2 separate regions of the Rattus norvegicus genome follow, and region 1 is linked to region 2. Evidence: chromatin contacts called from public Hi-C data. All regions are on one chromosome and are shown on one strand. The core of a region is the stretch at or near the end of the contact, and the rest is flanking DNA. Distances in the headings are between cores, read along the strand shown.

Region 1 (5,691 bases), core at 2,708-5,207, 220 kb before region 2:
GATGACTCAGTGGTTAAGAGCACTGATTGCTCTTCCAGAGGTCCTGAGTTCAAATCCCTCCAACCACATGGTGGCTCACAACCATCTGTAATGGGATCTGATGCCCTCTTCTGGTGTGTCTGAAGACAGCTACAGTGTACTTAGATATAATAAATAAATTTAAAAAATTAAAAAAAATGATATTCTATATATCTTGTCTTATATATCTAGTAGTGTTTACGTTTTTAAAGCTGGGGTCTGGTGTAGGCCAGTCAACTTTTGATGATCTCGCCTCCCTCTCTCCAGCGCCTGGATTTCAGGTATGCCCCAACCGGTTCAGCAGCAGTTTCCTTTGAAATCACTTCTGTCTTTGGTGCTACTCTGCGGGGCGGTGTGGGACACTGAGAACTTGATTGTCACGTTCACCAGTGCCCGATTCCTGAGCTGTGGCGTGGGAGCTCCATGCCCTGTACCTCTGGCTTGACCCTCCTCACACCCTGATGCGCTCCCCGGCTCAGCTCCTCCCTCAGTCTTTCACTCTTGGCAATCACAGTTCTGTTACCCTTTTGTTCATTCAAGTAAGCCATATTTTCAAGCCCTGGCCATCCGCCAACCACTGATCTCGGCCCGGATGTTGTAGAGAGAAACCATACAATGGTCCTCGGCTGCCGGGGAACTTGTAGACTGAGTTGCTTGTGTATTTTGTAAACCGCCCCCATCGTCCATGGAGAAAAGGCAAGAGAATTCGTAAGGAGCCGGATCTTGCTTTCCTCTTTTTCTTCTTCTTTTTTTAAAGCACCGCATAAACCATACAGCAAAACTTTGTGCCAACAAATTGTTGAGCTGAATACCACAAAAGAGGGGAATTCTGAAACCCTGGGTTCCACATTACACCCGCCTGGCCCCCCTCCAGCTTCCCATCCAGTTAATAGCTGAAGCCCTCAGGCTGTGGCTTGGCTGCTTCTATCTCTGAGACTAAGCTGTCCATCTCCTCAGTGCCTAAGACCTCCTCTCACTGACCAGCTTTGCAGTCTCCTGCCACCAGCCTGCTCCTCCTCCTTTCCACAAGGCCACATAATAATCCTTCTCGCTAGTCTTCCTGCCCCCTCCAGCTACTTCAGATCCACTGTCCACAATTGGCTATAACTCCAGCTCCTGGGAACTAGAGGTTTTCTTCTGATATACACAGGCATACACACACACACACACACACACACACACACACACACACACACACCATACACACATACAGAGACAGACATATATATGCAGGCGAAACCCTTCATATACATAAAAATGTATAACAAGTTACTTGCTGATATGAAGATCATAGCTAAGTAATTCTTACCTCTCACATCAGTTCCCTGGATTACTTTGTTTGTAAGCAGTGGAAAGGGACGTATTGTCTTACATGTGTTATCAGACTGGGTTTCTCTGTGTAGACTTGGTTGTCCTGCAACTCACTTTGTAGACCGGGCTGGCCTAGATTTCGAATTCACAGAGATCCCACTGCCTCTGCATTCTAGCTGTTGGAATGAAAGGTGTGTGCCACCAAAAAAACCCCAAAATACATTCTTTTTTTTCTCCTCCTTATTCTTTTTTTTGGGGGGGGAGGGCATTTGAGACAGGTTTTTCTGTATATCCCCATCTGCTGGACTCTTTTGGTAGCCCAGGTTGGCCTTGAACTCTCAGAATTCCTACTGCCTCTGCCCCTTCCAAGCGCTGGGATTAAAACTGTGCCCCACCATGCCCAGGAAGAAAAGTTTTCTTTTTCTTTTCTTCATTTCTTTCATTTTTTTAAAAATATAGGATAGAGTTTATTTAGAGCATGAGGAGGGGAGTTGTGGGGGTAGTGGAGACAGAGAAAGGCAGAGAGTAGAGGAGTAGAGGCCAGCCATGAGCACGTTATGGGGGATGAGAAGTGAGGAGGGAAAAGCAGGGAGTGGGAGAAAGAGGAGAGGAGTAAGAGCAAGAGCTCATATTTTTTTTTTTTTTTTTTGGTTCTTTTTTTTCAGAGCTGGGGACCGAACCCAGGGCCTTGCGCTTCCTAGGCAAGCGCTCTACCACTGAGCTAAATCCCCAACCCCAAGAGCTCATATTTTAAAAAGAATTATTTATTTTATGTGTATGAGTACACTGTAGCTGTCTTCAGACACACCAGAAGAGGGCATCCGATCCCACTATAGATGGTTGTGAGCCACCATGTGGTTGCTGGGAATTGAACTCAGGACCTCTGGAAGAGCAGTCAGTGTTCTTAACCACTGAGCCATCTCTCCAGCCCTTTTTACTTTTCTTTCTTTCTTTCTTTTTTTTTGAGACAAGATTTTTTTTTTCTGTTCAGCTCTGGTTGTCCAGGAACTTGCTCTGTAGACCCAGCTGCCCTCAAACTCTGAGATCTGTCTGCCCCTGCCTTCCAAGTGCCGGGATTAAAGTGTGCACAAGTATTGTTAGGCCTTTTTTTTTTTTTTTTTTTAAAAGCAAGTGTCTCAATACCCAGAGACTATACATGGACTGACTCATGGCTCCAACTGGATATGTAGCAGAGGAAGGCCTGCCTTGTTGGGCATCAATGGTAGAAGCCTTGGTCCTGCCAAGGTTGGACCCTCAGTGTAGGGGAATGTGCTGGGGGTAGAGAAGGGGGTTTGGATGGGGAGGGGAACACCCTTATAGAAGAAGGGGAGGGGGATAGGGGGCTTATGTCTTGGAAACCGGGAAAGGGAATAACATTTGAAATGTAAATAAAAATATCCAATAAAAATAAATTAAAAAAATATATAAAAAGAAAGAGTTACAAAAAAAAAAAAAGTCTCTTGTACCCCAGGGTGATCTTGAACTCACTAAGTAGCTGATCTGAATGTCTAGTTTTTCTGTCTTTTTAAAAAAGATCTTATTTTATTTATTGAACGACTGTGAGTACACTGTCACTGCCCTTAGACACACTAGAAGAGGGTATCGGATCCCATTACAGATGGTTGTGAGCCACCATGTGGTTGCTGGGAACTGAACTCAAGACCTTGGCAAGAGCAATCGATCAGTGCTCTTAACCACTGAGCCATCTCTCCAGCCCCGTTTTTTTTTTTTTTTTTTTTTTTTTTTTGTCTTTACTTTCTAAGTGCTGGAATTCAGGTGTGTTTGCCACTATGTTTGGCTGACCAAAATTTTGTGTTGGGGGGGGGGGGCGGCGGGGAAGGGAGCCGCTAAAACAAAGTCTTATTTTGTAACTCAAACTGGTCTTGAACTTGCAGTGATTATCTAGCCTCTACCTCCTCAGTGCTGGCATTACAAGTGTGAGACTGTTTGCATTCAGCTGTTTAAGGACGGAGTGTGCTGAGTTTTAGTGAGTACATACATCAATTGCACCACTTAAAATTACTGTCACCCAGAAAGGCCTGGTGACCCTTTTTTGCCCACTGTCTTGGGTACTTGTCTGGAGTAAAGACTATTTTTTTTTTAAAGATTTATTTATTTATTATATATAAGTACACTGTAGCTGTCTTCAGATACACCAGAAGAGGGCATCGGATCTCTTTACAGATGGTTGTGAGCCACCATGTGGTTGCTGGGAATTGAACTCATGACCTCTGGAAGAGCAGTCGGGTGCTCTTAACCTCTGAGCCATCTCTCCAGCCCGAGTAAAGACTATTTTGAACGTGTTATATTTGTATTTTCAAAGGATCTCTCTAGCTGCTGTGCAAAAGAAAAGACAGGCTGGAAGAGCAGAATTATCGCCTAGCAACCAGACTCGCTCAGTGGCCGGGGTTGGCTGGCTTCAGAACGAGGCCCCGCCCTCTCAGCGCTGTACCCCGCCCCTCTCCTCTCAGTAGCGGGAGAGTGCAGGCGGCTCCGCCCACCTTCAGGCTCCTCCCCTCACAGGAGCCTTGCCTAGCTCTGCGACCCGTAGGGGCGGGCAGATGCTTCTTATTGGTCAGTTCTCCGGAAGCTGAGTTCATTTGGTTTGGCTAGCGCTGCGTTGGGGCCTCCGAGCCGCTGGACGCGCGTGAATGGTGCGTGGCTTCCGCGCGTGGTGCGGAGTGGTCGGGGCGGGGATGGGACGGGGTCGGCTCTTCTCCAAGCCTGGAGGAATGGGGCCTCAGGTTCCTCCGGGAGAGGAGCGTGGCATCCGCAAGCGGGACCCCAGGCCCTGCCCTCCCGCGCGGCTCGGCTGCAGGCTTGGCTTGTTAGAATCCGAGAGGGAATGGGGGCAGCTCGGGGACCCCCAGCCCCTCACCGTTCTCAGCCCCGCGTGCTTAACAGCTTCTTTGGGTTCCAGAGCCCTAGCGCAGGATGTTCGTGCTGGTGGAGATGGTGGACACCGTGCGCATACCCCCGTGGCAGTTTGAGCGGAAACTCAACGACTCCATTGCTGAGGAGCTGAACAAGAAATTGGCCAACAAGGTACTAGGCCCTCGGGTTGCCGGGCAGTGTCCGGAACGGTCCCGCTGCTTGTCTGGCCGTCCCTTGTTTCAGCCTTGGCCTTACACACTTAACGTAACTTCATGTCAGGGTTTCTTTCCTTCCCTTCCTTATAAACCAGACTTGGATGTCAGCGTGTACCCAAGGGAGTAAATGGGCTGGACGAAGTAGTGTATACCTGTCATCCCAGCTTCTTGGGTTAATAAGGCTTGTGACGATCCTGAGTTCGAGGCCAGCGTGGGCAACATAATAAACCTGTTTCAAACAAATTAAGCATCGAAACTGCTGGTGGTAGCGCATGGCTTTAATCCCATTACTTAAGAGGCAGAGGCAGGTGGATCTCTGTGAGTTCGAGGCCAGCCTGGTCTACAGAGGGAGCTCAGCCATGGCTACACGGAGAAACAAACGTCTCAAAAAAAAAAAAAAAAAAAAAACCAAAAAACCAAAAACAAACAAACAGACAAACAAAAAACCAAAAAAACCTAAAAAAAACCAAAAACACCGGGGTGTTGAATAGTGCTTAAATTTGCTTGACATTTGAGGTTTGATTCTCCGTATTGTCGGAAAACAAAACAGAGTACGAAATGGGTTTGTAAAACGGAAACCGGAAAATGCCTGTTTCCTCCTTCAATTACTGTGCAGTCTTGGCCAGGTCACCTACTCTGGGCCTCAGTTTGTCCAAGTGGGTGAGTACAGAGGTCAGAGGATAGTGCGTGCTCTCTGGAATTGAGCTCAGCTGTCAGGTTTAGAGGTGGCTTTTTACCAGCTGACCCAGCTCATTGGCCCCTTCCTTGTATTCTTTTGGTTACTGTATTATGTCCCTTTCTGTGAATACAGACCTTCTCTGATGTAATCCTTTCATTATCCCCAGTACTTAGCCAGAGCGTGGCAGGGGAGACAGAGACTCTGCCCGTGTAGCATAGTGAGGAAGAAGAGCTGGCTTGAGAGGGTCCCCTTGTTAATGAGCCAGGGTGGATGCCATGAAGGACAGGCATTCACACAGCTGGAGAACAGAGGTGTGCCACCTGGGATGAAAGAGATTGGTGACTTCTGAGAAAACAGCACTAACCTGAGAGCTGACGGCGAGGAGAAGCCAAGAGACAGACTCTGATTTGATGGTTGGAGCAGGTTAGGTATAAAGAGTTGTGGAGACAGCGCAATTAGCATGTGCAAGGGTCCTGAGGCAGGAGGGCTGTGGCATCTAAGAAAGCACAGAGAATGCCAGTGTAGCTGGAACACAGAGGCTGGTCTAGGAACTGTAGACAGAAGCCGGACCACAGAGCCCTGGAGGGCCTTACA
Region 2 (5,389 bases), core at 1,646-4,145:
TTTAATCCCCAAACTTTGGGAGGCAGATCTCTAGGCGTTCTAGACCAGCATGGTCTTCAAAGCGAATCCAGAACAGCCAGGGCTACATACTGTTCTAACAGGACTGGATTTCCATTCCTAGCACCCACGTCAGGTATCTCTCAAGCTACCCGTAATTCTAGCTCCAGAAAATCCAATGCCCTCTTCTCAATTTCTTGGGTACCTACACTCATGCAAATCCCCATGCACATAATTTTGTTTTGTTTGAAATAGAGTTTCTCTATATAGCCCTGGGTGTCCTGGAACTCACTCTATAGACCAGGCTGGCCTTGAACTGAGACATCCTCCTGACTGTCTCTGCCTCCTGAGTACTGTTGTAAAGGTGTGTGCCAGCACTGCCTGGCTTTGAGTTCTGGAATTTGAAGGCAGCTGGTGCAATAGAGATTCCATCTGGGGAAGAAAAAAAAAAAGAATGGTACTCACTGGACCAGAAAGCACACATAAGGGGCTGAGGATTTAGCTCAGTGGTAGAGCGCTTACCTAGGAAGCGCAAGGCCCTGGGTTCGGTCCCCAGCTCCGAAAAAAAAGAACCAAAAAAAAAAAAAAAAAAAAAAAAAAAAAAAAAGAAAGCACACATAATTTCAGGAGAAATAAGGTTTTTTTTTTTTTCTACATCCCCTCCCCCCTTGAAATAGGGTAAAAGGAAGAGGATTTTGTGTTTGGGGTCATCCTTGGCTACAGTGTATTTAAGGCTATCCCAGGCTATGTGAGATATTCTTTAAAATACATCCAAGCAGAGCCAGTGAGAGGACTCAATGGATGAAGTACTTTCTTCCAAGCCTGAAAGCCTGAGTTAGATCCTAGAGTCCACACAGGAGAACAGACTCCTGCAAGCTATCCTTTGACCTTCACACTCGCTGTCGCACTTGCATGTGCAAATAAATGTAAAAAACTAAAAATCTGGGGCTGGGGATTTAGCTCAGTGGTAGAGCGCTTACCTAGGAAGCGCAAGGCCCTGGGTTCGGTCCCCAGCTCCGAAAAAAAGAACCAAAAAAAAAAAAAAAAAAAAAAAAACTAAAAATCTAAAAACTACAACCAGGGGCTGGAGAGATGGCTCAGCGGTTAAGAGCACCCGACTGCTCTTCCAGAGGTCCTGAGTTCAATTCCCAGCAACCACATGGTGGCTCACAACCATCTGTAATGGGATCCAATGCCCTCTTCTGGTGTGTCTGAAGACAGCTACAGTGTACTCATATATAATAAATGAATAAATCTTAAAAAAAAACAAAACAAAACAAACCTACAACCAGGCTGTTCTAGATGACCTGGGTTTGATTCCCAGTACACATGTAAATGGTCTGTAGCCATCTGAGATTCCAGTTCTGGAGGATCCATTGCCCTCTTCTGGCCTCCATGTGCATTGCATGTGTGTGGCACACATAAACATGCAGGCTAAACACCTGTAAACATAAGGGGAAAAAAATCAAAACTACAAGCCTGAAGCTGGACAGTGGTGGTGCACACTTTGATCCCAGCTCTCAGTAAGTAAAGGCAGGAGGATCTCTGTGTTCAAGGCCAGCCTGGTCTATAGAGTGAGTTTCGGTCAGGGCTACAGAGAAACTGTCTTGGGAGAACAAACAAAAACAACCCAGCTGGGGGCAGTGGTGGTGCACGCCTTTAATCCCACCACTTGGGAGGCAGACTTAGGCAGATCTCTGAGTCTGAGGCCAGTAGTCTGGTCTACAGAGTGAGTTCCAGGACAGCCAGGGCCACACAGAGAAACTTTAAAAAACAGTAAAACAGCTATGCATAAGCTGGCCAAACTGGATGGCACGCACCTGTTGTCCCAGCACTTTAAAGCCGCAGCCAGGGTCCAAGATCAGTTTCAGATGCATAGCAACTTTGAATCCAGCCAGGGTTACATAATACCCCTCTCAAAGGGCCAAGCAAACTGAAAAATGAAAGCTACCACAGGCCAGAAACGTGCGTCTGAAAATGTACGAGTGTTTGCTGGGATCCAGCTGTGCAGCCTATTGATGCAGGGGGTTTGTGGATTGGTTTGTTTTTCTTTTTTTAGACAGTGTCACACTGTGTAGCTGTGTCTGGCCTTGAATTCAGAGATTCAGGCTTTTCTTGGAACTAAAGGTGTGCACCACCATGTCCAGCCTTGGAAGTTTTGAAATGTGTATGTGCTCCAGAGATGCATGCTTAAATGCACCTTTAACTTGCTAGATAGCCTAAGTCTGGCCTTGAATTTCTAACTCCACCACGAACCAAAAAACAAAAGGAGGGGCAATAAAATATCTAAGACAGGACCAGACAGGTGGCTCACTGGTTGAGCACGCTGGCTGCTCTTATAGAGGACCTGGGTCCCAACAATCAATGGAGGTTGATGGAGATCTGTGCTCCCACCTTGGGGGCTCTGGCTCCCTCTTCTGGCCTCTATGGGTACCAGCCATGCTACAATGCCCTGCACACGTGTAGGCCACATCTTAAATAAATAAATAAATAAATTTATTTAAAATATCTCAGACGATGGTAAGCTGGTACATTTTTAATCCTTCTGTCCCAGTCTCCTGAGGTGTACACCACCATCTGGTTTATGCCTCAGATCTGTTTATAGAATGAAAACACCATATAATCCATTGGGAAATGGATATGGCTCTGGGCATCAATTCAGATAGCCTCAAGAATACGTTAAAGTGAGATGGAAAATACTTGCAAGATACGTTGTGTGTGGTAGCTTCAGTGTATGTGAGTGCTTAAGTTCACAGAAAGGAAGGAGTTAAAGAAGCCGCGTGCCTGGGTTTGCAGGTTCCTACCTCAACTCCTGCAGCAGCCTAGTGAGCTAGGTTTTAACTTTCAGCTGCTGAATACTCCTTCAGAGGGTCCCAGAGTCTGCAGGAGTCCAGTGATGCTGACCCACCCGAAAGCTCCTCCAGGCACCCCCCCTCCCCATTGCCACCCACGCCCACCCTCTGGTCCAAGGACTCGGTCTGGGCCACGTTGTTAAGCCTGTGCCGCACAGGCAGCCTGTAACTCCAGCCGCTGCTCCCACCCCCTGGCCACAGCCTGGGGAAGCCCCAGCTCTGCCCGGATGCTCACAATGCTGCCCATTCAGCTCTGTCCTGGCTGCTGAGCCCATGGGCAAAGGGGGGTGGGTACTGCTGGTGACCAGGCAAGGACTGTCCCTGGTCTTTCCCTTGTGTGGGGCCTCCAGACGGGGCTGGCAGTTCCAGTCAGCATGGAGAGGTAAGTTTTGGGGCCCTGGGGGTGCAAGGGAGCCATAGATGAACTAGATGGCTAGAGATGACTACTTACATCTGCTCATGCGTCCAAGAGGCTGGCTGCAGAGCCACCGGACCTTCCTGTACCTGAGGTACCTCAGAGGTAGCCCCTAAAACAGCTCCAGATGTAGCTGTTCCTGTGGTGTTGCCCTTTGTAGCCTTCAGGGATCCGTGGCAGCCCTCTTTGCCCTGAACCTTTCTCTCTTCAGGTATCAGCCTAACCGCCCCCTTCCTACCCTGACCCTCAAGCCAGAGTCTAGAGAAGGCCGCCAGCACTAAGAATGGGGTAAATTCTGGTACTAAAGAGAGACAAAGCCAGACATTAGCAATCCTGGGAGAGACTATGGGGAGGTCCATGGGGTGGTGTTTCAGCCCCACGTCAGGGAAGGCAGCTCAGAGTTTACCTGGGACCCAAGCATAGAAGAGGAGGAGCTGAGAGGATTCACTGCTGCTGGGCCTGTACCGTGGGCAGTGCCACTCGAGGTGTGTGATGGAGAATCTCTACTTTCTTCTTGAGGCATCAGGAGTTGGGACTTTTCACTAATGGGGACAGCTAGACACTCGGGAGCTTTCTGTGGGGAGTACTAGGATCCTATCTGTAGTCTGGAAAATTCCCTTTGGCTGTCAGGTGGAGCACTGGGGAGGCCAGAAGAGCCATGGTGGCAAAAACCATCCCTAAGAAACAAGCAAGTGGCTGCCATTATGAGGCAGAGGGATGGATGTGTGGGTGGGTGCATCAATAAATGGACATGTGAGAGCTATCTGCTCTGCAGTACATAACCTGGGCCCTCAGGTCCCCTGTCACACGCAGGCCAGTCAGCTGTGTGGACTCAGGTAACAAGAGGACACAGGCCTGGGCTGCCTGCTTACCATGACAGGGTCTCTCAGGCTCTTCAACATCTGGCCCTCCCAGTTCACCCTAAAACCTGGGCTAGGTCTGGGCCTTCCCTCCTGCTGCCAAACTGAAGTCCAGAGCCACTGGGCAGAGTCGAGACTCTGAACTTTCTACATCTTAGCCCCCCCAACCACACCCCCAATAAACCAGGGCTGATTACAGAAGCTTCTGCCTCCCCCCCGCGCCCCCCCCCCTCCGAGGTGAGGGAAGAAAACCAGGTCACAGCACTTTCCTGTGCTCAGAGAACGGAGACCTGGAGCTGTGAGGCAGGAGTTGGCTGTCCTGTACCAGGGGTTCAGTACCCACTAGCATTGATGCCCCATGGACAGCAGCTCTCACTCTCCTCTCCGAGGCCCCAGAGCTTCACCCTGCTGCTGCTTATGATGTTCCTGAGTCCGGCTTGGAACGTAGCTGCCCAGCGATGCCCACAAACCTGTGTCTGCGACAACTCCAGACGGCATGTTACCTGCCAGCACCAGAACCTCACCGAGGTGCCAGACACCATCCCTGAGGTCAGGAGAGGGGGAAACCCCAGCATGGGTTGGCAGTGTAGCAAGAAGGGAAGGGTGGCAGAGCTGGGGCTACACCAATGACTCTACCACTGTCTGGCTGGATCCTGCTCTTTGAGCTCTAAATAGGAAGACAAATAACTGGTAAAGGCAAAAATCCAACGACACACACCTTTAACCCCAGGACTCAGGAGGCAGAGGCAGGCAGATCTCTGAGTACAAGACCAGCTTGGTCTACAGAGTGAGTTCCAGGCTAGCCACAACCACGTTTAAAACAAACAAACACTATCAGCAGTAACAACAAAAACCTAAACAAGCCAGTAACAGTGTAATTTATTTAAAATCCTTTTTGTGTGACTGAAATACCTAGGTGACCTATAAATAATAAATAATATATTCGTGACGGGTCCTGGGGTGAACTGGGGGTGTGCCTGGATAAGATACTCTTTTTGCCCTGTGGTGTTATGAATTAATCAGAAAGTAAGCCAAGAAAAGCAAGGACAAAAAGGAAAAGATCACAGTAAGGGCTGCTTGGTGGCTAAAGAGAGAGAGGCTAATGCTCGCGTGTCTGTGTGGCTCCTGTCTACAGCTGACCCAGAGGCTGGACCTCCAGGGTAATATGTTGAAGGTCATCCCTCCAGCTGCCTTCCAGGACCTGCCGTACCTCACACATCTGGACCTGCAGCACTGTCAGGTGGAGCAGGTGGCCGAGGGTGCCT

The links. Hi-C and Micro-C count contacts between places; a contact is called where the count stands out from the background.
Region 1: a Hi-C map of liver shows a contact between it and region 2, with 2.9 times the contacts expected there. The contact joins the promoter of Polr3h here to the promoter of Chadl in region 2. A contact is called at or near these places in 2 of 12 Hi-C or Micro-C datasets (liver and mammary epithelial cells).

The regions. Positions count from the first base shown.
Region 1 is chr7:115,318,147-115,323,837 of GRCr8, reverse strand. It overlaps Polr3h (RNA polymerase III subunit H), which reads left to right and starts at 3,957. Exons shown (of 7, transcript NM_001127295.2): 1 at 3,957-3,983; 2 at 4,250-4,374. The coding sequence starts at 4,264.
Region 2 is chr7:115,095,071-115,100,459 of GRCr8, reverse strand. It overlaps Chadl (chondroadherin-like), which reads left to right and starts at 2,895. Exons shown (of 6, transcript XM_063264686.1): 1 at 2,895-3,231; 2 at 4,514-4,673; 3 at 5,260-5,389. The coding sequence starts at 3,224. It overlaps LOC120093698 (a long non-coding RNA gene), which reads right to left and starts at 2,912. Exons shown (of 2, transcript XR_005487271.2): 1 at 1,280-2,912; 2 at 1-429.